2 separate regions of the Hordeum vulgare genome follow, and region 1 is linked to region 2. Evidence: chromatin contacts called from public Hi-C data. All regions are on one chromosome and are shown on one strand. Each heading gives the region's core, a stretch centred on a gene start, on an enhancer-like site or on the middle of the called end of the contact. The rest is flanking DNA. Distances are from core to core; before and after follow the strand shown. Region 1 holds the start of LOC123402922 (F-box/kelch-repeat protein SKIP30). Region 2 overlaps LOC123401382 (glucose-6-phosphate 1-dehydrogenase, cytoplasmic isoform-like).

What was found. A called contact is a pair of places that touch in the nucleus more often than the background predicts.
Region 1: a Hi-C map of seedling shows a contact between it and region 2, with 4 times the contacts expected there. The contact joins the promoter of LOC123402922 here to the enhancer-like site in region 2. A contact is called at or near these places in 1 of 6 Hi-C or Micro-C datasets (seedling) and 1 of 1 datasets of contacts at active chromatin or transcription factors (embryo).

What each region holds. Positions count from the first base shown.
Region 1 is chr6H:336,992,613-336,998,991 of MorexV3_pseudomolecules_assembly, forward strand. LOC123402922 (F-box/kelch-repeat protein SKIP30) reads right to left here and starts at 4,446. Exons shown (of 2, transcript XM_045096890.1): 1 at 4,245-4,446; 2 at 1-1,128. The coding sequence starts at 1,086. The coding sequence ends at 25.
Region 2 is chr6H:336,741,070-336,747,251 of MorexV3_pseudomolecules_assembly, forward strand. LOC123401382 (glucose-6-phosphate 1-dehydrogenase, cytoplasmic isoform-like) reads left to right here. Exons shown (of 16, transcript XM_045095168.1): 6 at 120-277; 7 at 356-424; 8 at 623-681; 9 at 1,120-1,156; 10 at 1,393-1,464; 11 at 1,606-1,753; 12 at 2,076-2,171; 13 at 2,881-2,951; 14 at 3,041-3,156; 15 at 3,357-3,402; 16 at 3,480-3,833. The coding sequence ends at 3,656. Among protein-coding and RNA genes, the nearest start is that of LOC123401382, 5.2 kb to the left of the region's middle. Within about 2 kb of position 4,477, at least 2 of the 3 cell types and tissues checked have open chromatin away from gene starts, as enhancers often do. A contact at or near this core is called in seedling, where this site is marked.

The DNA.
Region 1 (6,379 bases), core at 3,196-5,695, 250 kb after region 2:
TGATCTGATCACACTGGAACGAGCCTAGATCTTCAGCAGAGCACACCCTGCGACGCTCCCTCGGCAACGTGTCATTGGTGATCCTTGTCGCCAGGTTGGCCTCTCGCTTGTGACATTCAAGATATCAACATCAGACAATGGCTTAATGCACTGATTTCTTGGCCCAGGCCCGATCACGCCACCAAACAAACATATGCTGTCTCCTAAACCAATCATGCCAAAGGCGATCCTGCTTTGGAACCCTGATGCACAAGGAACCATCTTATCAGGGAAATTCTCACCATGCTGCTTCCTAATGCAGCTATTGCTCAGCACATACAACTCCCCACCAACCATTGCCATTGGGCCTTGCAGCCAAGAGTAGTCCTCAACAGCCCAATAATTACCGCCATCTTCGAGAATCTGGACTGTCGATATACCTTTATGCAATACGTACATCTTATTCTTGATGACAAGACCGGAGCATGCAGAGGGGTGTGCCTGACGGAGGTCAGGGAGGGACTCCCATGTGTCAGCTTCAGGATCATAAATCTCAGCCTCTGATATTGATTTGCGGCAGTTTGTAAAGCCCCCGGCAACAACTATCTTCCCATCCAACGCACAACAAGCAAACATTGCTCGAGCTACAAGCATTGGAGCCCTCTGGGCCCACAAGCGGTGGAGAGGATCATAAGACCAGACCTCATTGCTCGCAAAGATTGTGTCATGGTCTCCGGTAAGGGGATCAACTCTATCGCTGCCACCACCAATTACATAGAGTTTTCCAGCAACAGAGGTAACTCCAAAACGGGCAATGTTCCTAATCTGAGATGGCATGACAGGGAGAGTTATCCACTTGTCTCGACGAGGATCATAAAGTTGCCAAATATTTTCAGGTTCAAATGCTAACACACATAGCAGTTCTTCTGTCGCACCAATCTGATTCCGAACGTTGAGAAGCTCCCCGTTGCAAACAGATGCTCTCCAAGAGCGGCAAACCAGCTGAAGAGTAGGATGGGATACAAACGGAACACGTGCAAGGCACTGGAGAGCCACTTCATTAGGAAGACCGTCAAGCAAGGTCGATACCATTGTGCACTCAACCATATTATCTCAGTATACAGCACGGAAGCGACAAGACCTATTAGCCTGAACATAGTCAAACATACCAAGTTCAGATACATGCTGTACAGATAAATCAGCAAAGTATTATTAAAATAATGATCAGGCATTCATCTAATAGATATCATTCACACAGAAACTTAATGAGACACGGAATGATGAAAACAAATAGTTAGAACTTAAAACCAACAATAGGGACATAATTAATTAAATTATCCTAAGTAAGGCTGAAGGTGAGCCTGCAGGGCACATCACATCATAGATAAATTATTTTATTTTCTGAGGGTTAGCGTGTAATAGAAGATTGTCGACAGACCCAAAGGGTGTGTTTGGTTGCATTCCCTACCTAGCATGGTTGTTCCCACCTAAGACATGTTCAGTATAAACATGCTGAGTAGATGCATTTGCTGTTGTTTGGTAGTAATTTATGTGCTGAAACATGCTGAGGTGAGACTTTGTTTGGTAGGCTGCACCTGAACATACATGTTGGACTGAGATTGTGTTTGGTAGCCTCTATGGATGTGCTTGGCTTCGGAGTGAATCTGGTGGCCGGAGTTGGGGAAGGAGGATCCAGCGGTGGCCGGGGAAGGGGGATCCAGCGTTGGCGGTCGGGGAAGCGGATCTGGTGGCCGGAGATGGGGAAGGAGGATCCAACGGCAGACGGGGAAGGGGGATCCAGCGGTGGCGGTCGGGGAAGCGGATCCGGTGCCCGGAGTTGGGGAAGCGGTCAACCGCTCCCACCGGCGGCGCGTCGCAGGGGCTGGTGCGGCGGCTCGTCGGGGCTGGTGCGGCGGCTCGTCGGGGCTGGTGCGGCGGCGCGTCGCAGGAGCTTCGCGGGAGCAGGGAGAGGGACGAGAGGCTTGATTTTTTCGACGGGGTGGAGAGGTCGTTCGGGCCTGGTGGGTCGAGTAGCGAACAGGTGGGATGGGCCTCAGGAGCCATGCTGAGCAGCGAACGCCTGATCGTCCATTCGCTCGGGAGCCATGCTAAGGGGCCTTTTTGCATCAGATGGACCATGCTGAGTAGAGCTCATACACCCTACCAAACAGACAAAAGTGGGTTGAGAAGGGAACTGCTGCCCTCATGCACCCTTGGTGCAGGCTACCAAACACACCCAAAATTATTCGGAGTTCCTCCTAGGGAATAGCAAAGGTAACTCATGTTCATTGAAAGTTCTTACTTAGCACTTTCCCTGGTACAATGTTAAACAGTTTTTATTTGCAAAATGATTACAATACCTAAGGACATAGGGAACTATATTCCAAAATCATGAGTGTTAACATCAACCATGAAAGAAGCAGCAGCAGCTACAATTATTAAGGTATATTGTTACTTTATGTTCTTTAAGCTTCTTAGTTTTCACTACAGATTTGTGAGAAAAAATAGCCTCAAAAAAACAAAGAGATCAATTAACTCGGCTCAAAAGTTGACTAGCATGTGACAACCGAGTATGGATATTCCAGAAGAGCTCCACGTGGAAAGTAGCCCCAGTGATAGGATATGGGGCTTGTGAGTTGACAGAGATTTGTAAACTGGGTCCTTTTTCAAATGTTCACAGGGTTCTATATTCATCCTCTAGTCCTCTATATATCCCCCAAGACAAACGGTGTTTGTGTTCTTAGTTTTAAGATAAGAGGAACAAAAGAACATGCACAAGTTCTCTAAAAAAGTGGCGGGGCAACCTTAGCAGAGCAAGTCGGGGAGATCGCCTAGTTGGTTAAAGGTACCAGAGGTGACTTTCGGATTTAGTGCAGCCAGCTTGGCAAACCGGATAGGTACAGTGATGGCTTCAGACTTCAGGAGTGTGCTAGCAATGGCCCTGTTTGGATACTCTAGCTTAGCTAGTGGTTAGAGTTAGTTTCTAGCTCATGACTATCCCTAAACTAACTCTAGCCAAATAGGTGTTTGGATGAAAGGGCTAGATTGACAATAGATGCACTTTATAGAAAGAGAAAAGTGATTTTTTAATGAACCCCATGAAAACTAGCTCCAATTAGCATCTCTTGGCTAGTGGAAGAGAGAGAGAAAAATATTTTTTAATGAACCCCATGAGAACTAGCTCCAATTAGCACCTCTTGGGTGAGCTAGTTTTTTAGATGGGTTAGATGCAACTAGCTCCAATCTAACCCTTGTGTTTGGATATTTTAGGGCTAGTTGAACCCAAACTAGCTCAAACTAACTCTAGCCCATGGATCCAAACAGGGCCAATGTGAGATAGCGGGAAATGGGGTCAGAGTGGGCCCAGCGGTACGGAAGGAGATGTGGTGGTGGCAGAGGCAAGCGGAAGTGTAGCCTGGCAAAGCAGACATGTAGCAGCGTGGAGCCGGAATAAAATCATAAGGTGATACTGCTTGCGCAAAATACAGGTAACCAGTAACCTACATAGACTTAGCATCTGATTTGGGACTAGGATAGTATGAGGAATGCTACAAATAACAATATTATCATCCTTCCTGGCATGGATGACATGAACCAACTGCACCAGGAAATGAGGTTGCCGCTTAGGCAAGATGGCCTTGGAGTAGTCTAAAAAGCACCAAGCTGGCGGCCAGGTGGCCTCCAGATTCTAGTAGGTCAGGATTAGGCAGACGCCTAGATACTAGGGTGGCAGCTAGCACCTAAGCAGGGTAACGTCCACCATCTAGAGCACTGGTGCCCTCCTACTGATCGTGCATACCATGGACGGAAATTGCTGCCGCTCTACACCAGTATCCTATTATTCTCCCTCTCTGAAACTGGGTATTAGCAGCAGCGGACTATAGTAAACAACTCTGACACGACGAATAGGTAACGCTGTCAGTTTGCAAAAAATGATTTGTGATTAAAATTGGTGTTGATCCATTACATAAGATCATATACTCCCAAATCGTCCTGCAAAACTAACTGAACCACGACTAGGCACACACGAGCATCAGGAAATATGCAGTGAAATTGATTAACTAAAGCTCCAGGCATTCAGGCACGCCAGCATAAAGCAACATGCGGGAGCCAGACGAACGAACAGGTGCGAACGGGGAATCCTAATCGTAGAACGAAAATTGTGGACTCGGCCCAATTCCATGAGCGATTATGCATCCGGCACATCCAGATCTAGTGACAAGCAACGCAAATCCGACGCCGAACCAATGAATTGGGCTAGCTACCATCGCGTGATTTGGGGCCGGGTTCGCACCTCCGGCTGGAGCAGAGGCCCGCGCCCGAGGTGAGGGACGGAACGAAGAACGGAGAGCTTGCCTGACTCCGTCCACGCCTAGGGCCGGCCGCCGGTGTCGTCGCCGCGGAGTGGGTGTGGTATGGGTCGGAAGGGAGGCGTCGCTCGGTTCGGGTGCGGTCCAGAGAGAGGGAGGGGGGGAGGGGGTGGAATGGGTGAGGGAGGGGAGGAGTGAGGCGTCAGGGGCGACGCGATTTTGCCTTTTGGCTTTTGCGGCCTCCTCTATTTTTGGGGCGGGTTCACGCAACGTATCGGCCGAATATTCTCTCTCTAGAGCGCCATGCCATTGTTTGTTTCCCACAAGAAAAGAAAGACAAGTTTTCATCGATATCCTCATTTTCATGTGAAACTAATGGTTGTAAGCTAGAGTGCTACCAGCTGGTTTGTCTACCACAGAGCAACAACTAGCAGCGTGATAATAGTGTCTCCACCGGCAGCAGTCCCGGCGTGTTTCTACTTTCTACGCATAACTTAGTTCGTACGAGACACAAGCCTTTTGGAAAATAAGAGCGTCTCTAACAGATTGACACTGTAAAATTATTTTGCAATTTCATGTAAACTGATGAAACTGGCTCCGTTAAAACAGATATTGTAAAGTTGTAATGTAAAGAAAAATCATTTCCTTTTTCTCGTGTCCGTCGCCGACTAGCCATGACCGAAAAATAGTCGCCGTGAGGTCAGCCAGCCTCGTGCACCCGCAACTACCACTCCTGATCCCGACGGCCTCCCGCGCGAGTGTCCCTGACCGGTCGCATCTAGGACGACCGCTCACGCCTTCGACGGCCGCCCATGTTATGTGCCACATGTGTTCAAGCCCCCTGCTTCAACGACGCTTTGAGCGGCCGTTGTCGAGCTCCTCCACCTGCTCCCTACTTGCATGATGCATCACTAGGTCGCCTGCTCTGGCGTTGATTTGTTTACGGTTTACCTCAAAAATTGATTTGAAAACTACAAGTAAAGGGTAAATAGGTAATAATATACGGGGCGTGCAAAATATTTTTGAGATCTACCGTTTTACAAGATTTTTTTGGTGTGTTTTCTTCAACCAAACTATAAATTTAAATGTTTGACTGTTTTTGTGGGGTCTGATAGAGATGTTCTAAGAGACCCATCACGAATCGTATTCATGATGTGAGGCGACGATACGTTCAACCATACTAATGCAAAAAGTGATTGGATTGGAAATTCCTTCTCTTTAAATCCTAACAACCACCCATCTTCTGCCCCTCTCACCTCGTCCGGGCACGTCACCGGGACGGCGGAAAAGAGGTCTGGATTAGGGGTCCTATTGTGGAAGCGTCGGAGGGTTGTTGTGGGACGGCAAAAGAATATGTGTGCTCGAGCGGCAACCTGCATCACATGGTGCACGACAATGACGTTGGTGAAGATAGCGGTGGCTGGAGTGATCCAGCGTGAAGATCTTCATCAGTGGTCTGGTTGGTTGGATCATCGAAGAATAGGGTGTCGGTGCACGGTTCTAGATAACAGCAATCTTGACATCAGACCGAACTTGTAGCACGATGGCCTGGGTGATTCTTTTTAGCTTTTCTTCATGGAGTCTTCGTGTTTGGTTTGGGATGGCGAAGCAACTGCATTGCACCAGGGTAGGAATAATGGTATCCTCACCCTATCCCCGTTAGTTGGTGCGTTCTTCGTTGATGAAGGGCGTGTGAAGCTATCTTTCTGGCAGATCTCTCGTGATTAGGTTTCTAGGGGTCCCTTTGGATTAGGACAACTTTTGTGATCTATGTGGTCTATGGGGGTTTTACAAGCCCATACTGATTTGTTTTCTTCACGCGTGTGAGTTTTTTCGCACATCACGACCGTCGACGTTTGCTGGTCAACATCGACATCTTCCTGATGCTACTTCTACAATATTCTAGGCTTTTAAAAGTTTTCTCCACCGATATAGAGATTGAGCTATGCTCACAACGCGTCGTCGATGGATACAGGAGAGAGAAGACTTTGGCACCCAAGATTTTAAATGTATTTGTATTTTCTGTAAAGGTATGTTTGTAAGGATTTATAGTACCTAATATATGAACTTAAGCATCTTCGCAAAAACAA
Region 2 (6,182 bases), core at 3,227-5,726:
GACTATCGCACTTCCTTCAAAGTACTGAAAATATATGTATATGATTCATTTGGCTGTGTTAATTAAGTATTTTAGATCCATGCTCTTTACTTGTGGTAACCACTGTGCTCTACTTTCAGCCTCTCATACTGGTTGGACAAGAGTTATTGTTGAAAAGCCCTTCGGAAAGGATTTAGACTCTGCTGAGGAATTGAGTGCCCAACTTGGAGAGCTTTTCGATGAAGAACAACTATATAGAATTGACCACTATTTAGGAAAGGAGTTAGTCCAAAACTTGGTAATTTGTGTGTTATTGGTTAGTTGTGTATATTTTTCTGCTTTTGTAAAAGTTTTTCATGCTGTCATCTATTTGCAGCTGGTGCTTCGCTTTGCAAATCGCTTCTTTCTGCCCCTCTGGAATCGTGATAACATTGATAACGTACAGGTAATATGCAATCTTAGGTTGTTAGCACACTTCCATTTGCTGTGCTTCTTTGTATATTTTGGTTATATCTGTAATATTATACACCTTCCTTTGCCGTTTGTCTAAAACTAAATAAGTTCATGTTAGAATAGTTGGAGCATTTCATTTTTATAATGGTCACAACGGTATGTGCTTGCATGTAATAAACCTATCTCGCAGATTGTATTCCGGGAGGACTTTGGAACTGATGGACGTGGAGGATATTTTGATCAATATGGGTATGTTGTAAATTTAACTTTTGCAAGGAAGTTTGTATGCTCAGTGCATTTTATTTCAAGCACATATGCTTTAAGCTGAAACTATGATGTAAAACATCTCTTCTATATATTGTAAATTTAAATGGTACGAAATGTCATAATGAATATTTTGTTCATGTACAGTTGTGCATTCATAATGCTCGAGTTGCGCATTTCTTTCTTAAAACAGAAGGCTCACATGAGTCTGGCTTTAAACTAATAAAGGCCCATACGGCCAACAGGTGCATTCGTTTTCAGAACACCAAAATTTTTTGGAACTCAAAGTCCATTCATGTGCATTAGTCTGGCATGTTTGTTAACAGATGCAAGACAAAACCTTACTGGGTTTGGTATTTATATTATGTGTTGTTATTCCTGTTGTAGCAAATTGAATGTCTGACCTCAAATTTATTGCTACAGTATCATTCGGGATATTATTCAGAACCATTTGCTGCAGGTAAATTATCCTCATATGAATCTATAGTAGCAATTATTTACTGTGGCAATTTCTTAATATTTTGCTTGCAGTCATTCAGAATGATTAGCGTTCTATAGCGTCATAGTTTTCATATTAAATCTTTCGAGCAGGGCGGAGCAGCTACCTGTCGGACATTAGAATTCCTCGAAAGAGGATACTGTTTCTCTTTTCAGGAATTTAGAGCTCTGGTTAATGCCTATCAATCTTATCTGCAGGTCTTTTGTTTGGTAGCCATGGAAAAGCCTGTCTCTCTTAGTCCTGAGCACATACGAGATGAGAAAGTCAAGGTTCTTGCTTCTCCTTAAATCATACTATGCTCCATATTATATCTACTTAATAGAAAATCGACCTTTGGACTTTTGGTGTGATACCTAAGTATGAACTCCTTGTTTTTATTGCTTAGAAGTAAATTCATCTTACACTGTCAGGTTCTGCAATCAGTGAGCTCTATAAAGCATGACGAGGTAGTCCTTGGGCAATATGATGGCTACAAGGATGATCCAACAGTGCCAAATGAATCCAACACACCTACTTTTGCATCCGTTGTGCTGAGGGTACACAATGAGAGATGGGATGGTATATTGTACTTCTTCCATGGCTGGTTATTTATTTTAAAGCTCAAAAATCACATCATAAGTATATTTCTTAATCCAGAATCCACATTTTTTTCCATCTGAACTGTGTGTCTTTTTGCGACAAAAGAGTCTTACGACATTATCAGTCCTGCATCATGTTCCTGAAATATGTGCGATACGGTTTCTTGTTACGATTGGAAGATGTCGTCTGATATACCCTTCTGTTTTGTAGTGAAAAAATGAAACTGCATTATAAACTACATGGAATTTTCAGATCCCCGTATTTATCTTTCAGTACTGACATTTGAATAATTGTGCTGTAGGAGTTCCTTTCGTCCTTAAGGCTGGTAAAGCACTAAGCTCTAAGAAAGCAGAGATACGTGTGCAGTTCAAGGATGCTCCAGGCGATATTTTTAGATGTATGTGCTGATGCTTTTCTCCTTTCCAAATGTACCATCATCAAGCTTGGTCTTGCAAAAGGGGGGGGGGGGGGGGGGGGTGGGCGAACAGTAGGAAAGACAAATTTATTGATGTTGTAGATTTTACAGTGCTTAACTACTAAAAAGAATACTCCAACTCCCCACTATAGATCTGCCCAATATGTTGATATGAAGAGTACTTGCTTAAAACGTGTAATGATGTGATACCCGTAATATGAGCACACAACCTATAGAAGTTACTACAATATATAAGCATGGGATGAGTTGCTACATGGTAGGCCACTAAATTCAAGTAAGTCGAGTACTTTCAGTTTGACCTTACTGATTTGTATAATCATTGTTTCTTTGACATGGGTTAACCCTGCTTATGCATGTTTAGTACTGACGACAATTGATCATCTTCTCATGAGTAAAAGAGCTCAAGAAATGCTTCATAATGTTGCATTTAGTTTCTTTAGAACTGTTAGGGATAATCTATCATTTTAACTATATCATTTGCGCAAAGTTGAACCCCATGGTAATATTAAGCCTCAACTAAAATGGTGCCAAATCATCTCCGATGCTGTTGATTGTTATGAACCTGTTTGTCTCAAAATATTATCTTATTCTTGTTAGTATCAAAGTTGATTTTTTCTTTTATTGGATCAAAATAGCTCTTCTGTGTTTATTGCTATTTACCTTTGTACAGGCAAGAAACAAGGAAGAAATGAATTTGTCATACGCCTGCAGCCATCGGAAGCCATGTATATGAAATTAACTGTATGTACAACTGCTTGTCTAAGGTTCAGAACTAGATACAGTAGCTGCCGACTGATATTTGTCTAAACAAACTTGATGACTTTCGGCAGGTAAAGAAACCAGGGCTCGAAATGGCAACAGAACAAAGCGAGCTGGATTTATCCTACGGGCTACGGTACCAAGATATAAAAATCCCAGAAGCATACGAGCGTCTTATCTTGGACACGTATGTGCCGGTCCACCCTTCATCTTCTGCTAAATTTGTTTGTGACACATTCAATTATCTGCACGCCTTCATGCCCTTTACCCATCAATTAAATAGGTGGCGCCATATATAACTTGAAAAATTCTCGCCTTCCGTCTGAAAGAACAAACATTCTTCCTTGCTCTCAATGTACTCAATGATATCGATCAATGTTTTGGCAGGATAAGAGGTGACCAGCAGCACTTTGTTCGCCGAGACGAGCTGAAGGTTTGTACACTGTACCGTTTACATCCGTGCTTCTTTTGCTGTGAATTTCTGTTGGGAACGTGACACTGCTTCAACAGGCTGCCTGGCAGATCTTCACTCCCTTGTTGCACGACATCGATAGTGGCAGGTTCAAGGCTCTACCATACCAACCGGGAACCCGGGGTCCTCCGGAGGCCGATGAGTTGAGCAAGAGGACGGGGTACGTGCCGACTCTTGGCTATGTCTGGGCACCACCAACCCTTGCAAAGTTTTAGCCGCTACCAAGTGCCGGTTAAGAACAGGAGTGTTCTGGGTTTACAGAGAATTACTTCAGAGGGAAATTACTTGCTCTGTGTGTTATATACGGAAGAGCATTTGTAATAAGCAATCTGTGCTTTTCAAAACAGTATACCATTTTACGATTACAAATAAATGAAACTTAGTGATTATTATTTTTTCCGATTGACTCCCCCCCACCCCCCTCCCGGCGTCGCTCTCCCTGACGACTCGGGGGGCGAACCCTAGCGCCGCCACTCACCCACCCCCTCCCCTCCCTTGTCTCGCCGCCGCTAGAGGTTCCGGCCAGCGAAGCTCGACTGGATCCGGGGACGGCGGCGGCGGGGCACTTCTTTGGCGGCCGTTTGGAGGCGGGGCGGCTAGCTCTCGGCCACTCGGATGGCGGCGGTTGCCGTGATGGAGCTCGCTGAGTTGGCCGGTGTCCTACACGCCCGGTTCGGTGGCTGGCAACAGCGATCCTGTGGCCAGGGGTGTAGATCCGGTGGATGGATTCTCCGGCGCCGGCACCGGGCGCGTTGGGTGGATCAGGTAGCCTCTCTGGCTTGGTTTTTTGTCCTAGCTGGCCTTGTTGGGGTGGGGTGGCAGCCCCCTCCCCCCGCCCACTGCTCGTTGGCCACTCCTAGTCTGCCTATGTGGGCCACGGGCTGCGTTGCGGTGGTGCTGCTCGACTTCGTCAGCGGCAAGGTTTCGGTGCTCGGTGGCGGGGGTCCTCCGCGCGTGCTGCTGGCGCTCAGCTCGGGGGAGGATGGTGGCGGCCTGCTCGGCCGAGCCGGCATCCTTCTCGGTCGAGGTATGTAGTGTGCTCTGGCCGGCACGGTGTTGGTTTGAGCTGCTAGTCCTCCTGGGGCAGTGGCCTCTACGTGGTGTAGGTGGGCCTGCCGATGGTGTGTCTAGCGACGCTACTTCCTTCTAGTTTCGGTATAGTTGTGTGCGCCTCCGGTGGGTTGGAAAAGCCTCCAGCCAGTTTGTGGTGGTCTGAATCTGACCATGGGCTACGACAGGGCGGCCATGGTCCCTTGTGGTCGTGCAGATCAGCTCTCACCTCACTCAACCGATCTTCGGGAGTGTGTCAGATCAACTTGGGCGAAAGCCTTGCTCCAACTGGATCCGGCGATGGCGGCACCTGTGGGTGCCGTTAAACTCCTTGGAGGCGTTGTTGTTTTTGTTGTTTGCACCCTCCTCGTCAAAACCCTGGGGGAAACCCCAGTCCAGGCCCTCCTGTACGGATGATGGCGGCGCAACCAGCGTCGCAACCTTCTTGAAGGCATCATCTTTGGGGTCAACATGGTTGTTGTGTGGGTGTTGCTTGTTGTCGGAATGTTGTTGGTGGTCGTGCGGCCGGTTGGGGTCGACGGTGGTTTGTGTAGATGCTGACATGCTTCTTATGTGTCCATCTCCGGTGGTGTTCCCTGGTGTCGGTCGTGTTGCTATGCATGTTCAAGTCCCTTCCTTGGCGGCCGTTGTGTTGCGGTGAGCTTAGTGCTCTTGGTGTTGTCATGGTTCATCTTTGCTCTTCGACGACGCAAGATGCCTCCTCAACTTGCTAATCGTTTTGGATTCTCATGGCGGAGCCCCAGTCAAGGTTCGTGCTGTCACTCGTTGGTTGTCGTTGCTTCTGAGTTATGTCGTGAGGTTCGGTATGCACGCCGGTGTGGTGCATTAGGTTGCTTGATTAGTCTTGGTATTGTGATCCCTCGACGACACCCCACATCTACTTGTTCCTCCTATGGATTCGTCCTTCGATCTGCTAGCTAGGTCGGGCTTTGTCCTCGGCGTCCTTTTTTATAATCTTGTGTAATCATGTTACTTGTATGGTTTTCGGCCCGGTTTTCGGCCTGGTTTTCCTCATAAACTGGGTCAACTTGTTCAAGTTTTCGATCCAGTTTTTCTTATAAACTGAATCAGCCAAAGCTTAAGAGATGACTCTTGGCTTTGGCAGCTTTTTGAGCAATATATTCAGGTGGGGATTCCCTCCCTTCTGGTGACCGTTCAAAAAATTTACAAATAAATGATAATACCATCTTTTTAAGTTCACACATTTCGCTCAACAAGACTGATAAAAAAGAGATAATTCCTTATTTAACATCAAGCTTAAATTTTACGCCCTATTTGACATCCACAAATTATTTCTTCCGTATATAACAACAAGTCTAAAATTTATGCCTTTTATAACATTTTTGTTCATTTTAAGCCTAGATAATACTTAAAAAGACTATTTTGCCCCTCATGCGATATTTTTGTGTGTGTGCTGTTCCGTGTGTGTGCACGCATACATGTATGGTATTGATGTTCCGTGTGTGCTGCTGCATGTATGTTTGTGTGTGTGCGCGTGCTACTACATGTGTTGCTACGTGCGCGTGTGCATGCTGTTGCAACGTATGTGTGGTGTTGCGTGTGTGTGTGCGCGTGTGTGTGCTGGTGCTGTGTGCGCTGCAACGGTGGAGCTATATGCCGGGGTCAATTGACCCCAATGACCTTGGCCCATACCCTGCAGTTTACATATA